Linked DNA regions of Mus musculus: region 1 is linked to region 2. A link is a contact called in public Hi-C data. All regions are on one chromosome and are shown on one strand. Each heading gives the region's core, a stretch centred on a gene start, on an enhancer-like site or on the middle of the called end of the contact. The rest is flanking DNA. Distances are from core to core; before and after follow the strand shown. Region 1 holds the start of Rnf10 (ring finger protein 10). Region 2 holds the start of Hnf1a (HNF1 homeobox A).

Region 1 (5,673 bases), core at 1,693-4,192, 300 kb after region 2:
GCCTTCATCACATCAGTTCTCTTGCTTAACCTTTTAAATGTATCACCATCCTGTGGGTGCAGGATGTACAGGTGGAAGGGCGTGAAGTCAGGTCTTTCTTCCTTCCTCTCAGAGGGCATGGAAAGGTGGAACACCTACTCTAACTGCTAAGCCATCCTACCTCACTGAACTCTACTACCCTCTCTTATGCTGTCTGATATGTCACAAGCTTTGGCCTACTGCTCACTGAACAATAAATAAAGCATTTATTGCAGCTGACTCATGCAAGAATGTTTTATTGACTTAGGGAGGGCCCTAAAAAATTTAAGTTGAGAACTCTTGGAGAACCAAAGCTTAGCATTACCTCTACAAGCAAGGCTGAAGTCATCCATTACTCTGAGAAACCCTCAGACCTCTCTCCAACAACAGCCAAGATTTACAATAAAACTACACATGTGCAAAACTCCAGAATCAGTTTATACGGTTCAGAGGCGAGTTACACTAACACCTGCTTAGACAGTAAAGCACTGGTACATCACAGCGAAAACTGGTCCCTACCCAAGTTACACAGGCAACTTCTACACATCCTCAGGTAGACCTGGTAATGGAGTTTGTCATACCCTACAGATAAACTCTCAGTCAGTAAGCCTTATAATTTTAGTGCTTTTTTTTTTTTTTTTTGCTCTTTAATTTGAGGGGGGTGGGGGGATGCTAAGGATCAAACCCAGGGCCTTGCATATTCTAGGCAAGGTCTCTACCACTGACCCATACCGTCCAGCTCTTTGAATCTTAGACTGTCAGCTCAAAGCTCCCCATCTGTCACACATGCTCTCTCTCACAAAAACACACTGCGGAATCCAAACAAAGTTACTTGCACATACATCTTTGCACTAAATACATCCAGTGATGTTTGGCACTGGAAAACTACGGGGTGTGCTCTTCCAGGAGACCCCCTCTCCCACTCCCAGTGTTACTAAGTCTCCTGGAGTTCTTTGTGTAGGGTTCAGGTTCCTAGGCTCCTCCCCACGCTCAGGTTCACTGGTGGATATGCATAGAACTCATACACATGCTTGCTGACATGTATATGCACATGCATACAGATGTGTGAAAGAAGGACATGAAGGAGATTAGCGGAAGGTTACACAGGAAGCTTTGGAGGGAGGAAAGAGAAGGAGAAACATTGTAATTAAACCACAATCTGAAACTTGGCTGTGTCTGAGATTTTGGAGGTGCTTGAGAAGCAGAGGCAGGTGGATCTCTGAGTTCAAGGCCAGCCTGGTCTATAGAGTGAGTTTCAGGACAGGCAAGGATGCAAAGAGAAACTTGTCTCGAAAAACCAAAAGACTGATTGAAAAAAAAATTACTATCTCAAAAATACTGCCAACATGGTAAAAGTTTAAAAGAGATTTGTACACAGCTCTGACACAAGATGGAGAATGCTGGACTCGGGATTCTGCCATCTCCTAATCCACAGCCTAGTTTATTCTCTGCGGTGGAATAACTCCTGGCTAGACAGGTTAAACGATTAGAGTAGTGCTATCACACCTAAAAGCCTACCCGTGTGCTTTGTGCATAATCAGTAAGTAGTATTATTATATTATTATAATAATATCATTATTATTATGTTATAGTAATACTAAGAAGCCTGACTACACACATCACTCTCTCTCTCACACACACACACACACACACACACACACACACCATGAAAGCCAAGCCCATATAACCTACCGCACACAAACAGGCATAATATTTAGGCAAAAAGTTGTCAAGTACTCTAAGCGCTTAGCCCATTTACTTAATAGTGTGTATTAGCAAACTCAAGGACTGAACCTAAATGAACTGAATGCAGGGTCTGCATGCTTTACTATCACGCCGAGCAACGCCATCCCAACATGAGTCCTCTTAAACAGAGGAGCAGACCCGGTGCCAGATTTAAGTCTGAAAATCCTCGGGCCTCACCCTCTCTTATTCAAACTTGAATGCCACCCAAAGCTAATCCGACACTAGAAGAGAAAACAAAGTCAATTGTTTTAGAGCCTGGACCGACGGTGAGTCACACAAAGCCAGGTCTTGAGGCCTTCTGTGAGGTGCTTGCCACCTGGATGACCTTAACCCTTTCCAAAATCTCAGATCCCTCATCTGCAAAATGGGGCTAAGAATAGCGCCTACTTCAGCCAGCTGTTTTGAATATGAATGCAAGGGCCCAAATTAACCACGCAGCGCAGATCGGCTTAACCGTAAATACTGGATGTCAGTGCAAGCGGAAGGTGGGTCGTTTGTCCCTCCTCCCCCAAGTGACCCGGCAGACCCGCCGGCTCTTACCACTCTTGGGTTTAGACTCGCCGGCCGGCCCCGCCGAGGCGGAGCGGGGCGGCTGTTGCCCTTTGCTGCTGCCCGAGGAGGCGGAGGAGCTGTTGGAGCCGCTGTTCTTGTCCATGTCGGAGGCGGTGGCGGCGGCGCTGGGGGAGCTCTGCGGCATCAAAGGGGGCCTCGGCGGCGACGGCGGTCGGAGCGGAGCGGGCGCGGCGGGGACCCAGGCTCATGGCGTTCAGGGCCGGCGGGGGTCGGCGGCGGCAGCGGTTCTCGGCCTTCATGGCGACATTTTTCCTTGTTTCCTTCCTCAGCTTCTCAAAATGGAAGGAGAAGCGGCAAGGTGGGGTTGTGGGGCCCAGAGGCGGCGGTGACCGAAGAGGAGGACGAGGACGAGGAGGAGGAGGAGGAGGAGGCCGGGGCTCGGAGGTCCGGGCCGGGCCTGGCGGGGCAGAGGCTGCGGGGGAAAGGGAGGCGCGGGAGGGTCGCGAGCCCCGCCGGCCGGCCGGACACGCTCTCCCGCCGCGGGGCAGGAGAGAGGGCTGGCTGTCTCGGTGCCGGGGACCGGGGTCTCCGACACAGCGACCGACACTCGCCTCTGGGCCGAGGCCGAGCTGCTCCGGGAATGGCGACGAGTCGCCAAACAGCATCTCCAAGAACCCGGATGGACTATTTATATAGTTGCCAGGCGGGCGTGGTGCATTCTGGGAAGTGTAGTCTTTTACCTACATCCGGGTCCTAGGGGAGGGACCGCTTGTGCCTGCCAATGCTTTTTTTCTCTCTTCCCTGTTCGAGGTTTCTTTTCCTTCCCGCCTCCCTAGCGGGTTCCTTCTTTTTGAGACAATGTTTCATTTTGTAGTCCTAACGGGACCTGAACTCTTTGTGTGCAACAGTCTGGCTTCCAATTCACAGATATTCCTCGCCAGTGCTTGGATTTTTTTCTTTTTTTAAAAAAAAGATGTGTGGGTGTCTGGCCTCCTACAATACCAAGCAAACACGTGGTATACAGACATACTCATATAGACAAAACACCCATACACAAAATTTTTTAGAAAACCAAGTGGAGTGTGATGGCCCACCTGCAATTCCGGTGCACCGGAGACAAGAGATCTGGAAATTCCCAGAACAAACTGGCTAGCCAGACTAGCTCAAATGGTGAGTCTACCTAGCCATTCTGTGAAGAATGTGGAGAGTCTTGGAGGAAAACACTCAATGGCAGCCTCAGAACTCCATGTACACCTGTGCATACGTGTAAGATTTTTCATACACGTATGCATGCCACATTCATATATAAAGATCGGTAAGAAGCAACATTCGAAACACCAACAAAGAGAAACAACATAGTACAGTTAAGTAAGGAGATGCTAATCAAACACGTTTCAATAGAAAAGCATCCCAGCTTGAGAGGGATAAAAGAGGACTTCTTAGAAATGCTGTGTCATGTGACACACACAGGACGAATGGAATTTGGGGGGGGGGGGCTGTTAGGGATCAAATCCAGAGCTCCATGCTCACAATCTAGTTTTCTACCTCTAAGCTACTACCTCATCTAGCCGATGAGTGGAATTTTAGCAATCGTGTATGTAGGAGAACTAGAGTGGCTCATGCCTGTATCACTAATACTCAAGAAGCAGAGACAGAAGACGGATGCCAGTGGTGCACATCTTTAATCTCAGCACTCAGGAGGCAGATGCAGGTGGATCTCTGAGTTCAAGGCCAGCCTGGTCTACAGAGCAAGTTTCAGGTCAGCTGGGGCTACACAGAAAAACCTTGTCTCAAAAAAATAAATAAATAAACAGAGACAGGAAGTGCAGAGTGTAAGGCTAGCATGTGCTACATAGTGAGACCATGTTCCTTATAAGAGAGAAAAAGAATAAAAGCAGACAGTGTAGTGTAGTCACAGGGCCCTTGCATGGGCAAAGTTCTGATTTGATCCTCAGTATCATAAATGGGAAAGGAACAAGAATGTGCGGGCCAAGCCAGGCAGTGGTGGCGCACACCTTTAATCCCAGCACTTGGGAGGCAGAGGCAGGGCAAAAAAGAAAGAAAAGAAAAGAAAAAAAGAAAGAAAGAAAAATGAAAAAAGCAGGAGTCAGACTCTTATTTGGTTCCTTATTATCATATAGTATATGAGATATTATTTAGTATGGAAGGAATCAGTTTAAAATGACATGGAGATCCATAGAACTATAACTTGGGGGGGAGGGGTTTGCTAGAGAGATGGCTCGGAGGTTAAGAGCACTGAATGCTTTTCCAGAGGTCCTAAACTCAATTCCAAATCACAAACATGGTGGCTCACAACCATCTGTAAGGTGATCCACTGCCCTCTTCTGGTGTGTCTGAAGATAGCTACAGTGTACTCACATATATAAAATAAATAAATCCATTTTTAAAAAGGAACTATAATTTTTCAGTTTTTTGGTTGTTATTTTATTTTTGTGTTTACACATGTTTTACCAGCTAGTATGTCTGTGCCATGTGTCTCTAGATACCAGAAGAGAGGATTGTATACCCCAGCACTGGAATTAAAGCACCATATAGGCTCTGGGAATCAAACCCAGGTCCTCTGGAAGAGTAGCTAGTGTTCTTAATTGCTGAGCTATCTCACCTGAAAGGACTCTGGCTAGCCTGAGTGTGGTGAGCATGGCTCTGGCAAGCCCTGCCTTCTCTCCCTATTCCTTCTGCCTTTCTAAAAACCATGAAATTATCTTCCTAAAGCTAGCCCCCAAGGTCTGTTTCCTTATTTGGCCACATCCTGCTCCTGAGGCTGACTACCAAGGTCCAGCTATCAAAGTATTGAAGTGAAGAAATCAGAAGCCTCCTTTGGCTCAGCTAATTAACATGCCCACGCCCACTTAAAGTTAAAGGCCTCATCCTAACATGGGGTTTTCCCTTTTACCTTTATAAACTGCTATTTTCTTTTTCTTTTCTTTTTCTTTTTTATTTTTACTTTTTTTTTTTTTTTTTTTTTTTTTGGGTTTTCGACCTAGGGTTTCTTTGTGTAGCCCTGGCTGGCCTGGAACTCACTCTGTAGACCTGGCTGGCCTCAAACTCAGAAATCTGCTTGCCTCTGCCTCCCAAGTGCTGGGATTAAGGCCTGTGCCATCACTGCCAGGCATCTGCTATTTTCCTATGAGCCATGTCTGTCTCCTCTCTATCCAGAGGCAAGGCTTCTTCCTATGGGACAAATGCCCCTCCCCCTCTTTCCTGTTCCCTTCATCTTCTCCCTCTTCCTCTATCTCCTTCCTATCTTTGTCCCTTATCCCTGCCCTCTCTCCCTCTGGAGGAAATAATCTCCTTTGAAAATTGAGAACTTGGTCTTGGGGGTCCTGAGTGATACTTTTCCTTTCATCACTGGCCCCAAGGAGTTTGTTTTTGTTT
Region 2 (5,543 bases), core at 2,317-4,816:
GACCATTCAAATGTGATCCTGCTTAGCTGTGTGCCATGCTCTTGAACCTGTGGCTGAGTGCTGTCTTCACCATTCTGCAGAAGAAACTGGGACTCAGGGACAGTGCCCACCTAACTGGCTGCAAAGCTGGCGTGGGAACCAAGGCAAGCCACTGTCCGCTGAAGCATCCTGCCTGCCACCTGGCTGCTGAGTTCCTGGCTGGGAGAACCCTGAGGCTGCTTGGCTGGGGCTGAGGGCATCAGGAAACAGCACGGTTGGGGTTTAAGCAGTTGGTGGATAGGAAGGTCCTGCAAGGGCATCCAGGATAGGACTCTGGGTCCCAAGTGCTTCCCCAGGGAGGAGTAGGAGGTGTGCGAGGGGAAGTTTAGGCTCTCGCTCACTCATGCCTGGTATGTGGTGACATCACAAACTTTTCCCTCAAGATGTTTTCACACCAGGGGACAAGGAATGAACACAGAGACAGATAAAGTAACGAGACAATTAGTGGTCAGAAGAAAGCAGGCAGAAACAGCAAAGGGGAGCTGGGGTTCAGCCCTCATGCAGAGACAGAAGCCAAGGAGCTAAGAGCCAAGGAGGAAGTGAGAAAGGGGTCCCGCCCGAGCAGAAAGACTAAGGTAGGCAATGCTAGGCGGAAACCAAAGTGTGTGCGCATCCAGAACCGGCAAAGCCAGCATCAGGGCGCAAAAGAGGGGATAAGGAGCGATAGATGGATCGAACTAGGGAAGCTGGGGGGAGGGGAAGTCACAGAACTAGAACTAAGATAGAGAATTTGCCTTTACTCTGTCTACCTGCTGGCATTGGTGCAGGGGGAGAAAAGGGTCTTGCCCAAGGTCACACACTAGATAAAGGATGGAGCTCTGCGAGGAGAGCTGAGGTGTCTGCCGTGGCCTCACACATGATGCAAAAGGGGTGGGGGTGGGATCCGAGACCCCAGACCCACCTCTCCCTCTCCCAAAGGTAGACCTTGGAATCAACAGTTCCCGTGGGGAGTTAGTCCTTCCCACCGCCTCTTCCAGCCTCAACTTCCCCACTAGCCAGGCCCTCATGGGGGTCCTCCAGCCCTCTCCCCAGAGGGTCCCCCCCACCCCCACCCCTGGTCCTGAAACTAGAGGCCCCACTTTTTGTCCCTGGGGACATTTTCAGGTCCCCTTTGTTACCTGAACAATAAGTAACCCGGGTAGTTAGTTATAAACTCCGCAGGAACAAGGAGCTGGTTGATAATTTATAGCAACATCTCGAATTTAAATGGAAAGCAAATAGCTCGCTGTTAGCATTAAAGAAAAGCAACCTGGGAGGGACAGCACTCTAGCCTCCTCCCCGCTCAGCCTCTCTCCCCTGCCCCTTTCTCCCAGCTGCTGAGAGACCCTCTCTTTTCCTGGCTCCTCTGCCCTCCCAACTCCCCCAGCCCTCTTCTCCCATCTCATCCTCCTCACCGCCCCTGTCCCCTCTGCCTCCAGGATTCTGCCTGTTCCCCTGCAGGGAGCACTTTGACCTCTGTTCCAGCTGCTTTGGACCAGGCTCCCCTCCAGCCCCCACTGCCCCCACCGTGAGGGCTGCTGATCAAGAGGTCCCACCTAGCCAGGTAAGAAGACCCTTGGCATCCCTGGCCCCTCAGCCTCATATTAAGCCCCTAGCCCCACCTGGGGCCCCAAGACAGGTCAGGCCCAGCTCCACCCTATCCAGGTTTCTTGTGCCCTGGTTCTGGCAATACTCGGCCCTTTGCCCCTCCCCTGCGGTGAGGCAGCCCTTTGCCCTCCACTTTCTGCCAAGTCAGGGGGCCTGACTGCTCCTCTGCCCCTTGCCCAAGGCCCAGGGAGGCTTCTGGACACTTCCAGAAATGCCGGGATCCACCAGCCCTCCCCCACCCCAAGTCAGAATCAGGACCTTGGACAGAAAAAAGGCTGCCTCTGGAGTATTCTTGTGAGACTGTCCCCAAACTCCTCAGCCAGCCCTCAGGCCCCTCCACGGCGCCTTCCCTGTCTAAGCCTCAGTTTCCCTACTGTAAAGCGTGTTTATTAACCACTTCCTTCTGGGGGGGCGGTTATCTCTATATTATGGGGATTTAGGCACAGCAGAAATCCCTACAGAAAATAGCGTGCCGGGCGATAATCTCAGGGAAACTGTGGAGGCTTGGGGAATTGGGGGTGGTAGTACTCCCCACAGCCCCCAAGCTACCTTTCCCTCACTTTGGTGTTCCTGTTCGTTCTCCACCCCCAAATGGGCATCTCCCCGCCACCGTCCCGACAAGTTAATGATCACAGGCCTTATCAGAGCCTTTTGCTATTTATAAATTTATAAAACAAAAGAAATAATGGCGTGCGTGGGTAATTAGTAACCAGAACGGCTTTGCTGAGGAGAGAGACGGGGGAGGCATTGAAATCGGGACCCACTCAGCACTCCAGGAGATGGGGAGCCAGACAACAGAAGAGGGGGGTCTGGTATGGGGAGGCCTCTAACCCTGCTATCTGACCAGGCTGGGGTCAGGGGCAAGCAGCACCTGGCCATGCAGGGAAACTGCCACCTTCAGCTCCATCTGCCCCAGGTAAGAAACCCAAGCGTACCCTGCCAGATGCTTAAGGCCCTGGCGGATCAGGAAATCCCCTAAAAGCCCAACATCAGCCCGGCCTCCTCAGGGGCTTTTGGGGCCCCAAACCTGGATCTGACCCCCCCCCCAGCCAAGAAGGTGGAATTTGTGGGAGCACAAACGACCACACTGGGGAAGGATTTCTACCACCCACTAGTTCTCCAACCATTTTCTTGGGGCTGGCTTTCCTTTGTCCTCTGTTTCAAAGTGACCTCAGGCCTGTCCCTGTTTCCTAAAGGCCGGACTGCAAACAGGTGGCCCACGGATACGGGGTATGTAGGGCCAAACAGAGGGGTAGGTTCGGCAAGAAGCCCTTAACCACCAGCCTGAAGACCACAGCTCCTAAGGCCCCCTAGACGGGAAGTGAAGCTTGCCAGGAGCATAGAATGGGGCGCTATGAGTTCCTTCCTGGGTGCTGGGGACAGGTTGGGGTCCTTACTGAAGAAGTGACTCCACCACGGCTTTCTGGTGGGCTGCCTCCTCTGGGCTGAGGTTCTCCAGCTCTTTCAGAATGGGTGGCGCGAAGTCTTCCCCATCGTCATCCGTGTCATCTTCAGAGCCACGCGTTTCTCCAAGGCCATTAGGCAACTCGGTCAGGTCCCCTCGACTCCCACCGCAGGACTCCCCCTTGTCCAGGGGACCCTCTCCAACCATCAGGTAGGGCCCTGGCTCCCCCAAGGCCTGGATCAGGGCCTCTTTGCTCAGGCCAGACTCGAGCAGGGCAGCCAGGAGCTCCGTCTGCAGCTGGCTCAGCTTAGAAACCATGGCTCCGCTGCCACCAGGCCACGCGGCCCAAGGCCACTGAGCTAGCCGCCTCCCCCACCCACGGCCGGTGTCTACCTGCCGGCAGGCTGGCAGTCAACGGACCGGGCTCGCTGCACCCACTGCCCCCCCAAATCCCACTAGTCAAGCTCTGTGGGCACCCCCAGCCCCCAACCCTGGCCCCAGCGGCCAGTGAATCAGGGCCCCTGCCTGCTCTGTTTACATTGGAGCTGGGGAAATTCTCCAAGGTTCATATTTATCCGTGCGCTTAGCGAAGGGACTGAACTTTGGACTTCAGCCTTGCAAGTGCAGGCCTCATGGCGGGTGAGAGGGACCGGGACCGGGAGTCATGGCCTGCAATTGGGAGTGAGCAGAAGGGAGGGTGGGGGAGGTGGAGAGGGGCCAGGGGCGCAGGGCTAGAGGCAGCAGGAGCCAGGAGGCCTCTGGGTGCGGCGCTGGGTCCCACTCTCCAGGATGCTTTCAGCCTGGCACAGGAGAACTTTAAAAGCCTGTTTCTTTGGGCCGCTGGGACAGCAGGAAGCTCTGGGCCACTGGGCCGGTTCTCCAGGGCAGAATCAGGTCACATTTCCTGGAGTGGGTCACTGCACCCTCAGTCCTAGCCCAACATCAGACTTCCCAGGGGGGGAAAAACCCCTGTTGTCTTAGCACTTCAGACTTCTGTGTTGAGGATACTGGGTTATAATGTATTGCATCCTATCATTGTGTGATCCGAACCAGAACGTGTGTGTGTGTGTGTGTCCTGTGTGTGTGTGTCTGTGTGTGTGTGTGTGTCTGTGTGTATCTGTGTATCTAATCTATATGTGTGTGTATAACTAATCTATGTTTGTGTATGTCTCTGTGTCTTGTATGTGTCTGTGTATCTAATTTTATGTGTGTGTATATCTAATCTATGTGTGTGTGTATGTGTGTGTATCTCTCTGTGTCTGTGCACGCACACATATGTATTGGGGTTTTTTGTTTGTTTGTTTGTTTGTTTGTTTGAGACAGTCTTACGATGTAGTTCAGGCTGACCTTGAACTCCTGATTTTCCTACCTCTAGCTCCCAAGTGCTGGAATTACAGACCCGTACCACAGCCAGTTTTTAGTCTTGCTGGGGTCAAACCCAGGGCCTTGTATACTCAAGGCAAGGGCTCTACCAAGAGCCAGAACCCCAGCCCCAAATACACCATTTTAATTTTTCTCAAGTATTACTTTTGTCAGTATTACCTAATGAAAGCATTTATATATTTTTTAAATCTTTTTGTGTGTGTGTGTGTGTTCCCGAGAGTGTGTGTATGTGTGACAGCTTGGGTGTGGAGGTCGGGGAACAACTGCAGGAATCAGCTATCTCTCTCTTCCACTCTGTGGAACCCAGGCAGTCTGACTTGTCACCTGCCCAGCCCTCTTGCCTTTTGAAATGCAGCAGCTGTTAGCAGCCATAAGCATATCCCAGCATGCAGCGCACCAATCGATCAATTTAAAACACTTTCATCATCCTAAAGAAACTGTTCTCCTGAGCAGCCCATTCCTATGCAGGTCTCTAGCCCCGCCTCTGGCAGTCATGGAGGCCGGAAGTTCACTCCATCCAGAGCGCAGATCTCATTTTATCCCCTCGATAGTGAATGGTGGGTGGGGAACTTTTGCAAGGAGACCAGGCACTTTCCGGTGCATCCATAGACAGCTAATTACCTATGTTCCGCCCACGTTTTAGCTGCAGTGAGCAAGGCTTCTAGAAACATCCACATGCACTTTTTTATGTGAATATGTGCTTTCGATCCTCATTCATGTAAGAAATACGTCACCAGGCGGTGATGGCGCACACCTTTAATCCCAGCACTTGGGAGGCAGAGGCAGGCAGATTTCTGAGTTTGAGGCCAGCCTGGTCTACAGAGTGAGTTCCAGGACAGCCAGGGCTATACCCTGTCTTGAAAAGCAAAACAAAAGAGAAACAAAAACAAAAACAAATAAACAAAATACCAAAAGAAATATATCACATGGACAAGGAGTTCTGGGCCAGCCTGAGCTACATATTATAAATTAATTGCTCATTAAAAACACTGGCCAGGCGTGGTGGCACACGCCTTTAATCCCAGCACTCCGGATGCAGAGGCAGGCAGATTTCTGAGTTGGAGGCCAGCCTGGTCTACAAAGTGAGTTCTAGGACAGCCAGGTCTATACAGAGAAACCCTGTCTTGGA

Evidence for each region. A called contact is a pair of places that touch in the nucleus more often than the background predicts.
Region 1: a Hi-C map of embryonic stem cells shows a contact between it and region 2, with 2.4 times the contacts expected there. The contact joins the promoter of Rnf10 here to the promoter of Hnf1a in region 2. A contact is called at or near these places in 18 of 39 promoter capture datasets (the 3T3-L1 cell line, 3T3-L1-derived adipocytes, the C10 cell line and 10 more), 4 of 15 datasets of contacts at CTCF or cohesin (the NIH/3T3 cell line, embryonic stem cells, large pre-B cells and 1 more), 13 of 484 Hi-C or Micro-C datasets (the N1E-115 cell line, cortical neurons, embryonic stem cells and 1 more), 25 of 115 datasets of contacts at active chromatin or transcription factors (the 230-238 cell line, the NIH/3T3 cell line, bone marrow-derived macrophages and 14 more) and 4 of 9 other capture datasets (adipose tissue, embryonic stem cells, liver and 1 more).

What each region holds. Positions count from the first base shown.
Region 1 is chr5:115,269,953-115,275,625 of GRCm38.p6, forward strand. It overlaps Rnf10 (ring finger protein 10), which reads right to left and starts at 2,943. Exons shown (of 17, transcript NM_016698.2): 1 at 2,305-2,943. The coding sequence starts at 2,461.
Region 2 is chr5:114,967,496-114,973,038 of GRCm38.p6, forward strand. It overlaps Hnf1a (HNF1 homeobox A), which reads right to left and starts at 3,567. Exons shown (of 10, transcript NM_009327.3): 1 at 3,024-3,567. The coding sequence starts at 3,349. Hnf1aos1 (a long non-coding RNA gene) reads left to right here and starts at 1,248. Exons shown (of 6, transcript XR_878697.3): 1 at 1,248-2,542.